2 separate regions of the Drosophila melanogaster genome follow, and region 2 is linked to region 1. Evidence: chromatin contacts called from public Hi-C data. All regions are on one chromosome and are shown on one strand. Each heading gives the region's core, a stretch centred on a gene start, on an enhancer-like site or on the middle of the called end of the contact. The rest is flanking DNA. Distances are from core to core; before and after follow the strand shown. Region 1 holds the start of oxt (peptide O-xylosyltransferase). Region 2 holds the start of CG15877.

The links. Hi-C and Micro-C count contacts between places; a contact is called where the count stands out from the background.
Region 2: a contact with region 1 is called in a Hi-C map of the OSC cell line, with 6 times the contacts expected there. The contact joins the promoter of CG15877 here to the promoter of oxt in region 1. A contact is called at or near these places in 53 of 107 Hi-C or Micro-C datasets (the Clone 8 cell line, the D17-c3 cell line, the Kc167 cell line and 15 more) and 5 of 6 datasets of contacts at active chromatin or transcription factors (the Kc167 cell line and the S2 cell line).

Annotation. Positions count from the first base shown.
Region 1 is chr3L:2,261,022-2,266,534 of dm6, reverse strand. oxt (peptide O-xylosyltransferase) reads left to right here and starts at 3,871. Exons shown (of 3, transcript NM_139448.4): 1 at 3,871-4,820; 2 at 4,922-5,082; 3 at 5,428-5,513. The coding sequence starts at 4,130. CG13807 reads right to left here and starts at 3,616. Exons shown (of 2, transcript NM_139449.2): 1 at 3,241-3,616; 2 at 2,920-3,179. The coding sequence starts at 3,562. The coding sequence ends at 2,989. ecd (ecdysoneless) reads left to right here and starts at 678. Exons shown (of 2, transcript NM_139450.3): 1 at 678-1,039; 2 at 1,113-2,954. The coding sequence starts at 760. The coding sequence ends at 2,887. It overlaps CG13806, which reads right to left and starts at 141. Exons shown (of 2, transcript NM_139451.2): 1 at 4-141. The coding sequence starts at 33.
Region 2 is chr3L:2,374,118-2,379,687 of dm6, reverse strand. It overlaps CG15877, which reads left to right and starts at 2,132. Exons shown (of 2, transcript NM_139461.2): 1 at 2,132-2,412; 2 at 2,468-3,204. The coding sequence starts at 2,256. The coding sequence ends at 3,144. It overlaps CG9004, which reads right to left. Exons shown (of 2, transcript NM_139460.2): 1 at 5,013-5,570; 2 at 3,200-4,959. The coding sequence ends at 3,275. It also overlaps a transcript of Svil not described here.

The DNA.
Region 1 (5,513 bases), core at 2,622-5,121:
TACCACGCTCACTAGTATTCTTTCCAAGAACATGACGATGTATTTCCCCTTTTGGACTTTGTTTCTGGTTAGTTTAGGTCCAACTTCCACGAGAATCTTCGATTGTCTGATTCAGACTCATATGGTGACAGCAATAAAAGTCCCGAAATAGCAGACTTTAGATAGCGTTTTATATCTTTTGGGTGTCTGTTTGTCTATCTATCAACTTTGAAAAGGCGATGGGAGTTGGGCAAAGTGGCAAACGCAGCGGCGTTTCTAATTACAACAACTACGCGGATCGGAATGCCGCAATGATGGGTGAGTGAACGACATTTACTAAAAATTGGTCCAACTAGCTGGAGTGTCAAGTGGAGTGGGTGTTTAATGTGTAAACAAGTCGGGATTTTGTTTGGCCGACTTATTCAGAGCACTTTAAAGTGCTCTCGAGTAAATATTTAAATACCATTTCTTTCAATAAAACTGACCGCTAGCTTTTGTAAATATGCACTTTTAGTAAAGGAATTTAATGCCTAATCTTCGGTTCATACCTAATCTTCAATCATAAAAAATCGCTGAGAGAAATAACGGGAATGGGTTGGGTCACCGCTAAGCGCTTAGCCACGTCCTCCACCGCTCTGCTGAAGCGGAACCCTGCTGCGCGACCAGTGTGAACGAACTTCTTTGAACGATAGTCAGTTCGGAAGCACGCACTCATGTCGATAGTGTCACCTCGAACGCCCTAACAAATAAAAAAAAGGAGGAGGAGCAAAAGGACAAAGGATGAGCAAGATTCCAGGCAGCAATCTGGAGTTCGTCCGCGAGGAGGACTTCGTGGAGTACTACATCTTTCCCAAGATCCCCGACAACGTACAGGATGAGGGCGCGCTGCGCAAACTGATGCTTCAGATCCGCAACGAGATCTCGGCCATTGTAAGGGAAAAGTCCTTAGAGCGCAGCTATCTGTGGCACAAGGACGAGTTTCAGCTTCAGGTGAGGCTGGGCGGCGCCGAGGAGCGCCTGCTGAACGAGGAGACAAACCCGGAGGAGGAGGCGGAACTGGGTATGCGCACAATGTGCTATAAATAGCTTTGTTTCTGCAATTCGAAATCATCCATTTCCATGTCCCCGCCCAGGCGACCTCCCACCGCACTTCCACGGCGTAACCCACTATGGCGACAACATCAGCGACGAGTGGTTCGTTGTCTATCTGCTCACGGAGATCACACGTGCACGCGGCGACTGCATTGCACGGGTGAGCGATTCGGATGGCGAGTTCCTGCTCATCGAGGCGGCGGACGCCCTGCCCGACTGGGCGTCTCCGGAAACGTGCGAGCAGCGCGTTTATCTGGTCGGTGGTCACCTGCAGCTTCTCCAGAACTCCGCCGCCAGCAGCCAGGACAAGCCACTGACCATGGCCATGGCTGTGCAACGTATACGAATGAATCCCACCCTGTACCGCTGCTCGCAGGAGATACAGTCGTGCATTGACGCGCGGCTTAAGGAGTACCAGATCGCTCAGCCGCACTTCTCCATTCATCGCCAGGTGCTGGAGCTCCCGCATAGCGCTGCACAGCTTCTGAAACAGAAGCCAAGGCTGCTCTCCTCGGCGGTTAGGGCTTTCTGCGAGCGGGACTCGCTGGACATCAAGGCACTTCGCACCATGCGATATTTCCCACCGGAGGCCACACGCGTGCGCACCAACGTGCGTTTCACCCGCTGTCTGTACGCCATGTTGTCGCACCAGCAGTATCTGCCCGAGAAGAGACTCGGCTGGCATCTCACGGATCCTGTATCCGAGCCGGAACGATATAAGGAACAACTATTGGGCTTGAAGCTGGCCAGTGGACTGGAGATCCTGGCCACTCAAGCCAAGCGGGTTGAGGGCCAACAGCTGGAGGACCTTCCTGCCTGGCGATCGTATCTGCGGAGCTTGCTGAGCAAGGGCTACTTCCGGGACAACATCGAGGGCAGTGCCGAGTACCAGGAGCTGCTGAACAAGGCCAAGGTGTACTTTCGTGGCAACCAGGAGCGTTTCCGCACAGCCTCCAGAGCGGGTGCCGAGATCCTCGACCTGTTGCTCCATCCAGCGGAGGCTGCTTCCGAGGAGCTGCGCGATGAGGAGAACAACCTGCAGCCCAGCGACTCGGATGAGTGGTTGAATATCAGCGCTGAGGATCTAGACTCCATGCTGCAGGATCGCTACGGACCCAAGAAGCTCTACAAGCCGAACGGACAAATGAATGCCGAGGAGTTCACCAAGCAGCTGGCGGAGTTCTTAGATCGGCAGTCCAACTACGAGGGCATTGAGCACCGAGGGCTCGAGGAGCCAGAACTGGACTCAGACGATGACGAGCCGCCGCCGCAGGCAAACGGTTCCACAGGACTGACAGCAAAGGTCAAGAAGAATCCCTCCATGCGCAAGGCGTGCCAGCGCAATTCCGTCATCCAGCCGGAGGAACCGGACAGCACCCATGTGCGGAATTTCCTGGATTTCGTAATACCCGAGGACAACTGGGACTCCACCTCGGAGATGAGCGACTACGCGGACGAGGACGACATGGAGAGTAATCTAAATGCACTTTCTGGAGGCGGCAGTGTGTTCCCACTCGATCGACAGATTCAATCGTATATGGAGCAGATGGACCGCGAGTTGGCTCAGACCAGCGTGGGCAAGTCCTTCCACGGCAAGAAGAAGACAGCTCCACAGGCGGACGAGGACGATTTCGATGACATTGAGGACTTTGAGCCCATCAATATAAACGTAAACACGCTGCGCAACATGATGGATAGCTACCAATCGCAGGTTGGCGGCGCAGGTCCTGTATCCAATCTGTTTAGCGCCATGGGCGTGGGCATGTCGGCTGTCGAGGACAAGGAACAAAAGGATATATCTGAGTCGGCCGTTTAAGCGGGATTACAGGAATTAGTATAGTCTTAAGTCCATTAAATAAACGTCAATGTGAATATTTCAATGTAATGCAGAGTATTCTTATTTGATATATTCGATAACTAATCCTTGGATGCAGGCACAAAGTTTCCATAGTCGCGTCTGACCTTCATGGGTGGTTCGTTATTGGGAGTATCATTTCTCTGGTTATGATCATGGGAGCGCTTGTAGCCTCCAGATCCTCCGGACCCTCCGCCTCCTTCGTACCGATTCCGGCGATCGATGTGATCGTATCTGTTGTTGCGCCGGTTGTCTGTGGGAACAAATGCGTTGGTAAGCTATAAATAGAAACTGAGCTTCTTCCCGGGTATTACCCCTGAATCCCCTGTCCTGGTTGTTGTGGTAGCCAGCTCCTCCTCGTCGCTGCCAGCCCCTGTCGCCGCCTCCTCTGCGATGTCCGTTGTAGCGATTGTGGTAGGGATGACCACCGCCTCCTCCGCCCTGGAAGCCGCCTCCTCCTCCGCCACCTCCCATCCAGTTCTCCACAATTGGCGGCTCCGGCACAGGCTTGCTGCAGTGCGCCATGAACTCTGGGTCGTCGTCAGTGAAGCGGTCTGCGAACTCAAGCTCGCAGGACTCCAGGAAGTTCAGGTCCCTTTCGACCAGACGGTTTATCTTTCGGTTGGGATCCACCATTGTTTCGGTATTTATACAAATAAACTCCCTTCGACTGAATTTTTCAACACAGCTCAGCTGCGACAGCTGTTTATGTGTTCAGCTGCAATTCTGAAGTAACAGTGATTTGGTCAAGTCACGCTATCGAAATAAATACACCTCACATAAGCACACACATATATCGGAATCAATTCAGGTTAAGAGAGTTATTAAATTATAATATATTAATGGTGACTACAAATTAATTTTATTAATTCCTTGCACCGCCTTACAAACTTGAAATCACTGAATCAAATCACTGCTGAAGGCGCCCATCGCTGCGATGTGGGTGCAGTATTTAGCCTCCCGCCGTAGTACGGTCACACTGCTCGAGCGGGGAGACTTTTCCGTGGAAAAATGTTATTAATTAGCCAGACGAACCAGTCCAAATGCTTTGCCCGCCAGCACTAGAGAGCAAAACATGTCCCCGCCTCGTCTCCACAGCTCATCACGGATCACAGCCCACACGCACGTCCAGATTCCAGAGGAGCAGCATCTCGTCTTTGGCAGCGGAGGTTGGAGCAAAAGCCCCTGGAGATACAACTAGCCATGGAGCAGTCTGTGTCCGCCCGCTGGCTGAAGCGCTATCGCGCATTCTTCCTCATCCTGCTGCTTATCGTGGCCATCCAGTTGTTCCTGGCCTACAAGTCCCTGGACATCGTAGGCGGCGGTTCCGGTTCCGGATTTGATGCGGCTGAAGCGCCTGCCAGTCCTCCGCCTCCGCATGCTCAGGCACGGGTCCAACCGCCCGCCAGGACCAAGCTTACTGCCCAGCAACTGGGCTTCCAGCCAGAGTGCGACATTCTCGCCAGAGAGGCCATCTCCGCCCTGCAGCGCGCCAAAACGAAAGACTGTCGAGAACATATCGCGCAGATCGCCTGCGCAATCCAAGCCGGACGCTTCTATGCGCCGCAGCTCCGGAGCAGCTGTCCAGCTGGTAATCACACGGCGAACGTTTCTTTGGGATGCTTCAAGGATGAGAAAGATCGCCGCCTTCTGGCCGGCTACTACAGCAGCTCCAAGACCTCCAATTCTCCGGCCAAATGCGTGGAGCTATGTCTGCAAAGCGGTTACCCGTACGCAGGGGTGCAGTACGGTCGCGAGTGCTTCTGCGGTTACGACCCGCCTCCTAAAGCGTCGAAGCTGCCGGACTCCAGTTGCAACACCAAGTGCCTGGGCAACGCCAAGGAAATCTGCGGCGGATTCTATGCCATGAACATATACGAGACCGGAATAGCCAGTGAGTGTGGAGTATTATGAATCTACATTCATTTATGCTTATGCTAAGTTGGTAACATAATCTTTAAATTGTATATTTGAAAATTTTTGCATCTCTTGCAGAGTTCACCGCTCAACTGGCGGCCACCACTCCTTCGGAGGAAACGAAGCGCGTGCGGATCGCATTTCTGCTGACGCTCAACGGAAGAGCGCTGCGTCAGGTGCACCGACTTCTGAAGGCGCTCTATGCACCGGAGCACGTTTACTACATCCATGTGGACGAGGTGGGTCATTGGCCGGAACTCGGCAATTAAAGCGCGCGCGATTAATTGCGCTAATTTGCACAATTTAACACACTGGCGGCCAAAATAGTTGGCCACTGATTGAGATGTTTATGGTACGTCGACGGCAAGCTATTTCAGACATGCCTTGAACTGCATACACAGTTACTGGTTATTTGAACTGGCTTGTCAAGTGCACAATCAGCACTGCATTTAATTTACATTGTACTCTAATTGCCCAGCCCACTTACAAATTGCTGGTGTGCGTTGTGCGGCTTTTAAAAAGATATGCGTATCATACTCGTAGTATTTGGTTTACTTCAATTTAACAGTCTGTTTCTTTATTAGCGCCAAGATTACCTGTACCGAAAGCTGCTGGAGTTGGAGTCAAAGTTCCCCAACATACGTTTGGCTCGGAAGCGATTCTCCACCAT
Region 2 (5,570 bases), core at 883-3,382, 110 kb before region 1:
CCTCGTCCACACCTCCTCGCCTCAGCTGATGTAATAGTCGTTTCGACGGATGTGCCGAAATGTTTATAAACAAATAAGGAAATTGCACAGCGAGAAAATGAGCGTACAGATCTAAGACGATTTTAAATTGGATCATATTAAGTTGTGTTCCTGAATTTTTAGACTATTATTAATATTATGATCTTTAGTCAGGGGGCGGAGGATGTATTAGATTCAAAAGAAATGGTGGTTGACTTGCACTTACACTTATAGCGCGTACTGTCGAGCATTTACAACATGCCGAGCTTTATCATTCCAGAACAGAAAGTTGGACGATATTTCCTGCGTTCCGTTTGGGGTTGGCCTTTCAGGTGGGTTTGTTTAGGCCGCTCACGTTGTCACAGAAACCGCAGTCAGCGGGGGTTAAGTTAAAAGTAGGGTCCGCGGGGCAGAGCCGCGGTGCCGAAGTATGTTAGAAAGTAAAACGCGCGCAAAACAAATGCCACTATATTGATTAGTGGAAAGGCACAGGGAAACACACGCGTGCAACCGGCGAAGTTAACCGGAGTCGTTAGCCTTATTCTTTTTTTTTCTATTTGTTGTGACAGCTCGCTGTCTGCACTTTTGTTGTTGTGACTGTGGGCAATCCAATTAGCCAGTAAAGATGCCGCCCCAACAATCAGATAGTGGCAAATAAGCCAAGATATTCACGATAAATATCTCGAAACGCTTGTACACCACCGAAAAATTACTGAAATATCTTTGGGATTGTTTCGATTCGGATCCGAAAGAGATTTGCTTAGAACTTGGGATAGAAACGCGTGGAAAGCCACCGAAGACCGCGACGGAAAAGCGGAAAACGCGAGGGAAAACGCGATGCGACCGGGAACACAACCAAAGCAGAACTGAATGGCCAGCGGAGGAATCCAATGGCCAACAAATTCTGAGGCGATCCCTGAGTGAGAGCTTTTCTCTCACTCGACATGGGCGGAAAACTGAGGAAAAGTCGGAAAATGCTATTTTAGCCCATGCCGGAAAACCACTCAAAGAGCCAAAGCATAATGAAGAAATTATGTGTGAACATTTCGACGTTGCAATTTGTTTACAATGATTTTTGTGTGGAAGGCGCGCCGGCGTTCAGCGGTTAAAAGGAAAATCCCAATTGGCGAGGAATTTTTGAAAGAAATATTTCCGGGATATATATTTTAGAAAAATTCGACATATGTGTTTTATAGAAAATTTTTAATTTCAACTATAACTTCTTCATGGATTCAGTTCTGCCCACCTAAAGATATTTTTTGTTCGACAAGCATTCATTAACAATTAATTTCTTTTGGAATGTATATTTGAAAACATGATAATCCGCCCTCGCAAATCAAAGTTAATGCGGTAAAACGTGTAATTGCTTAACTTATAACGGTAAGTTTTGATGGCGACTTACACCCACACTTGTACGTACCTTGAAAAATGCAGCCGGAACGCAGGACCTTGCGACCACTCCACCAAGCAAACAACAGCTGTTGCAGGACACCCGCCTTTGCTTTCATCAATATGTCGCCTTTCCTTGCTTTTAAATTTACATTTGGATATTTCCTCGTCGTTTTAAAACCGATAAACAGGAATTTTCATATTTATTTGCCGGTGACACACACATACGCGCACGCACTGCCGAAAACACAAACACACGCGCAAGTAAACAGTTGCATTTTGCCGGCTGGATTTGTTGTTGCCGCCGCGGATTGAAAATGGTATATGTACAAATTCGCAATAGACTTACCTGTAATATGGCTAATACCGCTCTATACCTTAATCAAAGCTTAGTTAACTACTTAATCACTCTTACATTAATTAATCACAACTATCACACCGGTTTTATTTACGCGCCTTTAGGACGACACGTATTTCGTTGATTTTGGCGCGATTTCGTTTAAAAAGAGACGGTGGGATGGCATAGGCGCTGCCCATACACACGCGAAATGCACTTTTTATGATTTATAGCTTGCTTATTTTGTTTTGATTATTTATTGTTAAACGAAAGCTAAGATTTGGCATTTGTTTGGCGCCGTTGCCAGATTGATTGTGGTTAGTCATATGGTGAGTCTGGTGCCAGACTGCGAAAGCAGCCCACTTTTCAGTGTTGGCTAACAGCGGTATTCAGGCCCAGCTTGGCAACGCCAGACAGAAACACATTTTGTTTGTAACTAAAGAAGTTTTTTAAATTTTCTTTTGAATAACCTTGGTGTACAAAGTTAATTTTTAAACGACACGCTTCTAAAATGGCCCGCACTGAACTGGAGAAAAAGGTCAAGCGCCAGGGCAAAAAACGCAAGCACGAGGTGACTAAGAACCCTGAGCATGCGGCCAGCGACGACGAGGTGGCCAACAAAAGTCTAATTCTAGCTCCACAGGTAGATCAACAGGAGGTTCCAACAGGTGTGTTTCAGCTCAAATCTATATCGGCTTTGTGTAACATGTCCAACATTTACAGATAAACCCGCCAAGAGGCGGCATAAAGAATCAGAAGTATCGGCCACTAAGAAACAAAGCAGGAAAAACCAAGCGGAGGAGCAGGTGGCCACCAGTGGAAGCGATGAAAGTCTTCCTCAGAAGCCTCAGAAGAGAAAACAAGTCCAGGATGCCAACGAAACCAAAAAGCTGAAACGCAGCAAAACGCAGGAAAATAACTCGGATGAAGACGACGATGTGGACTCCCAGCCCACAGCAGCGCAACTAAAAGAAGCAGCTCGTCCGGAGAACGCTTATGCAGTGGTTACAGTGCGCCAAAAGAAGAAACAGAAGCACCAGCAGCGCCTCGAGGCCCAAAAGAGTCAGAGCTCCAACAAAGATGCCAAAGTCAACAAGGAATATCTTCTAAAATGGAAGGAATCCCGCCAGGATTGGAAGTTCAACAAACTGCGACAGATTTCCATACAACAAACCGCCTTTGATGTGGAGAAACTGGATGACGAGCTGTGGCCAACTGCTCTGGAGTATTTGGCCAGTTCCCAGGGAGCAGCGCGCTCAAAGATCAGTCAGTTGGCCGAGGAGGTGATCCAGAAACTGGACAAGGAGGGCGAAAAGCTGGAGGACGAGGCGGAAAGGCGAAAGCTAATCGAGTCCACGCAGTACCGGCGGGCACGCGATCTCCTCCAAAGCTTCGACTAGTTTATTATGTTAGTTGTTAATTTTTGCCTTAGGAATAAATTACACATGCCTTCCTATTTTACAAAAACTTGTCCTTTATTTGTTTTATAGCATCCTCATTATGAATATTTTACAAATTTACAACTTATAACTACAGGTCCACATAGGCTAAAAGTTTGTCTATGTGATCAACGCGCTGCTGCAGAAGCTGTCGATCCTCGTCCTTCAGCTTAAGTTTGTCCAGCTGTTCCTCTTGCAAAAGAAAATGCTGCAGGAAGAGCCTTACGCTTTGCTTAAACTGCTGCAGTTTGGTGTTTTTGGCAACTCTTTCGAACGTCTGATAAATCTCGCGTTCATCGTTAGCCAAAAGCAGCCTGACCATCACTTCCTTCATAAAGTAAAAGCTGAGCTTGTCCAGCTGCATAAAGTCGACTACTTTGAGCACTGACAGCTGCAGACCAGCAGCTAGGATTACTTGCTGCAGAAAACTAGCCAGGTTGCGAATCTGCGGCTTGGAAAGCTTTTCGATATCATTGATTCTGTCCCAACTGGCAAACTGGAAAGCCAGTTGATACTTTCTGTTGAATTGACAGAACTTAAGTGCCAAATGAGCGTAATAGGGGTTAGCACGCTTCTCATTCAGAGCGCAATGGATGATCACGTAGGCCACCGCTCGCTGGTCCTTCAGAGACAAATGCAGAATCTTCTCAAAGGCGTCCACATAATCGGCGGCGCTCATGATGATGCAGAAGATATTCCTCCTTTCGGCTGTGTTCATCTGCTGCTTTCTGGCCAGCTCCAGTAGCTGATCCGCAAAACCTCCGTTGGCAGACTTCGATGAGTTCTTATCCTGCTTTTGCTTGGCGGATCCCATCTCATCCAGATTTCCCGTCCAGGCAGAGCCCACAATCCACCATTTGCCCACTTTATCAGCACGCAGGAGGTCCTCCAGGGTTATGTTCAGAGTCACCACGTAGCGATCATTCTTCAGCATGGCCTTCAAACGCTTTCGCAGATTCTCCGCCAACTCGGGATCATACTGCGGCAGCTTTTGCATATTGTTGTTTTTGACTGCATTTAGAATATCGACCATGAAACGCAGGCGTGGATTCTCTTTCAGTTCCAGTGGGGCACTAGCAATTTGCGATTGAACTTTTTGCATCATGGTCTTAAAGGCCAGTGGATCGTCCTTGCGCAGCCGGAAGCCAATGGACTGGAAGATCAGCAAAAGGCACTCCACGCTCTTCTCGCAAAGCTGATCTGACAATTTGCCTATGAGCTCCATCAGCAAATTCAGCTCGTAGATCTTGAAGAGGTACATGTAGCAGAGCACCAGTACTAGGTTATTCAGCTGCTTATCCTCCACCTCCAGGGTAGCGATGTTCTTGACATAACCATCGAATAACTCCACAAAAGTCTGCAGGAAATGCGCTCCAATCTCGCTGCCAACCTGGGCATGTAGGTAGGCCAGCAGCACCATGTGTTCCTGTACCATTCGCTCGTTGGTTCGCGTGTAGCCGAGAAGGGCTTCTTGAATTAACTTGGTTAGTGTTTCGTTCATGTTGTAGCGGGAGTTTTTCATGTACAGCTCCTCGATGCCGGCGGCAATCTTGTGCAGATTCGCTTCTGACAAACGATTGAGCAGACCCTTGCATTGCTTTAGAAGGCGAGCTAGTATCTCTGCCTGTTTTTCACTTGATCCCGCGCTGGCTGCCATCAAAGCTCGCTGATGTGGCGGTATGTACTTTTGACCGGCGGCTGAGGCCTCGAGCTCCACGGGATCAGGCAGGATGTTTCCCTCGGCGTCGCGTTTGCGTCCGTAGATGTCCTCTTTAACTGTAATTAATTCGTTAATTAAATGAAAAACTCTAAACGATGAATGTACTCACTCTTAGGTGCATTCTCTTCCTGCTCCGAATCCTCCTCGCTTTGTTCTTCCTCTCCAGTTAGGTCTTCATCATCATCTTCACCCTCAGAGCCACTGTCATCTTCTGAGAAGTTATCCATGGGCTCATCCCTGTCCTCCTTATCCTCTTCCTCATCGCTCCACATTCCCGCCTCCTCCTTTTCTTGCTGCTCCTTCAGCTTTTTCTTACGTTCCTGCTTCTCCTCCCACTTCCGCTTCTCCTCCTCGTCATCCAGGACAAAGTCAAGCAGGTAGTCCAGGCCATCATTGAACATCTTCCGCACCAAGCGGTTTTTGTCCTTGGATTTGTTGAGCTTCAGCTTCTTTTCCAGCTTGTTGATCTCGCGATCATCCTCCTCGTTCTCTATGCGAAGTTGCTTGATTCGCTGCTTCTTGGACTTGCTCTCCAGTTCCTTTTGCTGGCGCAGTTCCTTCCGCCTGACCGCCTCTTCATCCTGTCTTTGGATGGCGCCTCCTGTCGTTTTCTTGACCTTTTTTCCCAGAGGTTCATAGACTTCCATCTTTTCCCTTGCGGGCAGCA